2 separate regions of the Mus musculus genome follow, and region 2 is linked to region 1. Evidence: chromatin contacts called from public promoter capture Hi-C data. All regions are on one chromosome and are shown on one strand. The core of a region is the stretch at or near the end of the contact, and the rest is flanking DNA. Distances in the headings are between cores, read along the strand shown.

What was found. Promoter capture Hi-C pulls out the DNA fragments that hold promoters and counts their contacts.
Region 2: a contact with region 1 is called in a promoter capture Hi-C map of liver, with 6 times the contacts expected there. The contact joins the enhancer-like site here to the promoter of Ets1 in region 1. A contact is called at or near these places in 15 of 39 promoter capture datasets (the 3T3-L1 cell line, 3T3-L1-derived adipocytes, the C10 cell line and 11 more), 4 of 484 Hi-C or Micro-C datasets (liver and uterus), 15 of 115 datasets of contacts at active chromatin or transcription factors (bone marrow-derived macrophages, cardiomyocytes, craniofacial prominence and 12 more) and 2 of 9 other capture datasets (adipose tissue and embryonic stem cells).

The regions. Positions count from the first base shown.
Region 1 is chr9:32,634,984-32,637,508 of GRCm38.p6, forward strand. It overlaps Ets1 (E26 avian leukemia oncogene 1, 5' domain), which reads left to right and starts at 1,258. Exons shown (of 10, transcript NM_001372534.1): 1 at 1,258-1,331.
Region 2 is chr9:32,947,999-32,950,523 of GRCm38.p6, forward strand. No RefSeq gene overlaps it. Among named protein-coding and RNA genes, the nearest start is that of Gm27162, 20 kb to the left of the region's middle. Within about 2 kb of position 1,258, at least 4 of the 459 cell types and tissues checked have an H3K27ac peak or open chromatin away from gene starts, as enhancers often do. A contact at or near this core is called in liver, where this site is marked.

The sequences.
Region 1 (2,525 bases), core at 8-2,507:
CATCGTGTTAATACACAGGAGGGGAACACGGGCATTAGTTCCTGTGTGAGCTGCAAGCTACCAGCGATGGATAAACATGATGATTTTCTGAATGACATTTTGGGTCTTTGTGGAATTTCAAGTGGAGTAGTTGTGTCTTCATTAAGAAGGGAAGGAAGCAATTGACTCATCCATTACTCAACATCAATGGAATCTTAGGGCAAAAGTCTTGGAACTGCAAGCAATATAAACTTTTCCAATTTTCCCCTATTCATAGAAATGAGATTTCACTGTAACATTATCGTCATGCCCTTAAGTGAAGAAGTGATATTGTGTATGTTTGCCTAGAGTTGCTTAAAACTTTCATATTGCGTATGCTTTGTTAAAAAGAGACATTTATGGATATTTCTTCCTTTTAATCACTACATCATGGACAAATGAAATCCACTAATGTTCATCGATGGCCAGATCACCTGGAACAATGCTTAGAAGAGATGCCTTACTTTTTGGAACCTCCACCTTTGCTTTTGGCCGTCTCCCCCTCTGCATGCAGTCAGGGAAACATGACAACAATTTAATCCACGCTAGTGAGTGGAGACCGGTGAGATCATCTGATGCGATCTGAGCCAAAATCTTCTTATTCACGAAGAAATACACTGTGGTGTTTCTCATGGCAGGCCCAATATGAACAAGGCATACTTCACACATCAGGTTAATAAAGAGTCACAAGAAACCTAAGTAGGTGAGTGGGTGTCAGGCATCCTGCTAGAGACAGCCCCCTGAGTGGTTTTACAGGACCCTCTGCCCCATGATTCAAGGCCTAGGCTAAATGAACACAGTTTCACTGAGAAAGTCAAGCCATGTGGGGCAGAAGTAGTCACATGTCCAGTAGAGCACCAATCTGGTGCATGCCAAGTGTCTCTGTCTCTCCCTCCCTCCCTCCCTCCCTTCTTCTCTCTGTCTCTCTCTCCCTCTCTCCCTCCCCCCTTGCTCTCTCCCTCCCTGCCCCTTGTGCACTTTGCCCCGGATCAGTAATATTTAGTTGAAGTATCAGTAGAAGGATAAAACTAATCAGGTGTAATTTAGCGCTGCCACAAACAGCTCCCCTTTAGATCACAGTGCCTGCCCTGGAGACCACTGCCTTGGTGCCAGAGCCTGGCTGAATACCGCCTCTTCTGCTTCCCTAGCTTGACCACACCCCCCATTTCAGGAGGCAGCTCTATTAGGAGTATTATGGTCTCTGCATCCTCTTTAGCCCGGGAGCCAAGGATTCCCCGCAGGTAGTAGCTGGAAAGAGCCGCAGACCTTCGGTGAAGCTCACTCCATTCCTCACCCGTCTCTGCAGCAAATTAGTAAGTGAGAGCTGAGTTTCTGTCGGAAACTTTCTTTTCACTTTTCCTCCCACCACCCCCAAATTTTACGAATTAAAGGGTAAATTGTGAAACTTTCAGGATGCAGCTGTTTCTCTTCTTTTTTTTTCCGTCTTTGCCTTTTCACATATCCCATTGTTTAACAATATTTTTGAAAACTATTTCCTGCTCTCATTAGATAAGCTTAAACATCAAGACTCTTGTCACCTTCCACCTCCCCCCCCCCCCAGCACACATTGTTGATCCTTGCAAATGGCATATCACAATTCTGAATACCCCTTGCAAACCCTTTAAATAAAACTGTAGTTTTGCTTAGAAAATTTCTTTCTTATTTTTTTTTCATTCTTAGTGAAGTCTACTATCTGCTCTGCCCCACCTCTTACCAGCAACTTAATGAACTGCTTTCGTAGAGGGGAAATTGCTACTGGCCAAGACCTTCTGAAAAGCCAGCCTATCACTTCTTCTACTTCGAGACTTAAGTCATACAAGAGCTCACCAATTCTTTGTCAGGCTCTGTGGGTCATTGGTTGTGGGGGTGTCTCCAGGTCCGAGGGACTTTCTTCCCCCAAACTGTACTGCTATCCCGGGGGAGGCTGGAGTTGGGACTGCAATTCCCCTTTGCAAGGGATGGAGGCTTCTTGTTACTGTAAGGTTGTCTTCTATCACCTTTCAAAGTTGACTTTTCTGTGAGTGAACTGTGCAAAGATGCTGGGTGGCAAGATCATGACATTCCATTGTAAGGTTCCCTTCTGGGTTTTTTCTTTTTTCTTTTTTTTTTTTTTTTCTTCTCTTCTCTCATCCCGAAGCCCTTTTCCTTCCTACTTTGTATCGCTGCATGGAACTGGGTGGGAAACAACAGGAAATCCAGATCCTGAAATGTACCTCTGGCCACTTTGTTTGATTTGTAAAATTACCCGACACTTTAACTCTTTCATCAGCTGGGGTCTGGATTACCTCACCGCCTTTTTTATCTAGCAAGAAAGACTTTGGTTTGGCAGGCTCGGTCCTCGTGGGGCAGCTGGTGGCCTCTATGGCTCTGATTTACCTGCGGTTCCAGAACCCAGGCCAGAGAGCTGTAAGGGGTTAATTCGTGAGAAGTGCTTTGAAGATGAAAAGGTCTTTTCATGTGTCCAGGCATTGTAGTTATTAATATTAATATTTGAAGCACACTGCTTT
Region 2 (2,525 bases), core at 8-2,507, 310 kb after region 1:
AATGCAGAAACTTTTGATTTGTTAAAAATAATTAGTGCTAAATGTATACTTTAAGAGATTGTCCAAAATATACACTGTTTTTAAAAAAAGTGTCAGAAAGATTCACACACCACATAAAATCCAGCATAATTAGCAGACTTTCCAGAAAGGATACAAGAAATATAGAAGACGTAATATTTGCAAAAATTAACTACAAGTTTTCATGTTTGAAGAAACTCATAAATATTCATGTACAAAATGCAGGGATAGTGATGAGAGAAACCGAATACATATTAGTCAGCCTTGCATTACATTTCATTTGAAATACCCAAGGTGGATAACCTTTATTTAAAAAAAATTATTCAGCTTGTAGTTTTGAAATCTTAAAGGTGGAAATAGCACATTGCAGGCTGGGATGAGGGGCCTGATTTGGCTCTGTCACTTCATTGGAGAGGTCAGTGTTGGGAATGCAAGTAACAGGTGATGATTGCCAGTAAGACCTAAAGCCTGAAGAAGACCAGGGTCCCATGGTCTCTACTCAGGGCAAGTCTTCAATTGACCTTATAACCTCCCAGCCAACCCTTTATCTTGAAGATTCCAGCTCCTATACCTGAAGTGAGAATCATGAATCCAACAGGTGAATATTTGGGATGAAGTATGGTGAAGTCCTACCTGCATACACTGCAGTAAATGAGAGGATGCCAAGAATAGGAAAAATATTAAGCATGCTAGCAAGGGAAGGAAATATAGCAATTAAAAGCAAACTTTCATAAAGAAATTTGGGTCTTAGAAAGAAATGAATCGCATGTGTATGTTTATAAATACATTAAAGGAACGAAACCAGGCACAGAAAGGCAAGGATCACACTCAGTCTACTCAGTACGGGATCTTAGGTTAGTTTCATAGAAGGTCAAGGAGAGTAACACGGACGTCATGAGAGTCTGGATATTTCAATATTGCTTCGATATGTTTAAAACAAGAAAGAGAAAAAAAATGAAGCTACTTGAATAAGTCTGCTATACTTTAAATATGGAATGTCCCCAGTGGGCTCATGGTTTGAATGTCTCTTCCCTAGACTCTGGTGCGATTTCTTTAGGTTGCAGAAACTTTGGGAGATAGCTGCCAAGGTAGAGGAAAGACGTCATTGTGTCTGGGCCTTTGAAGGTTTTGGGAAGAATTTTCTCTGTTTCCTATCTGAGCTGAAGCAGAGGATTTCCTCCACCACACCCTCTGCCAGTGTGAAGATCTATTCAAAGGCTTGGGGTCAAGAGTCCATGGGCTGTTCCTTCTGTAACCGTCAGCAAAATAAATAGTTCTTGTTAGTGGTTCTCAGATATTTAGTGGCAGAGGCTAAAAGGTAATGGGAAATGAGCCAGTGAGCAGTGACTGGGTTGAGGTCCAGCCTGGGAGGTCAGGAATCTTTGATTGGTGGAAAACATTTTCCATCATTTTAAAGAGTTCCCTTGGATTATTAGATATAGTAATTGTGTCGTGCATTGGGAGTGCTAGAGACTTGCTTATGGCATCAAAATGGGGCCCGAGGCAACGTTCAGGAAAGAATCATTAAAAGTAGCTTCATTTACTGGTGATGGTTTCAAAATAGAAAAGGGCCAATAAATCACTGTCTTTGGACAAAGAATAGAGTATGTGACTCATTGATTAAGCTGGAAATTTTACATGCATGCAAACTTGCATGCACATACATGTCCGTGCGCACAGACACAAATTATAAAACTTACTTGTATATATCAAAGATATAGTCACAAATATACCAAATGTATAAACATCCATTTATAAATGCAGAACTGTTTTAAATCTATTCTACTAAATACTTTGATGTTAAAAATAATTTATTTTCAATGATTTGATGAGATGTTGGAGAGCTTCTTCAAAAAGAAACATTGGATTTTTACTAACGTTTTAAACAGCAAAATGCATGGCAAGGGGCAACAGTTAGAGTGGAGTGGACCAGTGAACACAGAAATGTGAAGAGAACATCAGATGAGGTAGGCTCACATTTGAGCTTTCACCCACCTGCTCTAATATTATTAGCTCATGGTGAAATTATTAGTTATACCAAGAATGAAATCAATGTGTAGGTGAAGAAATGTGTGAGTGAATTCGAGGTGAAAAATCATCATTGTGTGTGTTCATGTGTGTGTGTGTGTGTTTGTATATGTTCATATGTGTGTTCATGTGTGTGCATGTGTGTGTGCCTGTAGTATAAGTGTTCAGGTGTGTGTGCCTTTGGTATATGTGTTCATGTATGTACGTGTGTGATATATGTGTGGGTTGTATTGCGTGTATGTATGTGTTCATGTGTGTGTGTGTGTTGGTGTAGGTTGTGGTGTGTGTGTGTGTATGTTCATGTGTGTTGATGTGTGTGTGTGTATCTATGGTATATGTATTCATGTGTGTATGTGTGTATTGTGTGGTGCCTTGTGGATTGTGTATGTGTGTGGTGTCTGAGTTGTTTTGTTTGCAGGTATGTGTTCGTGTGTGTATGTTTGTGGTGTCTGTGTAGGTTGTGTTGTGTGTATGTATGC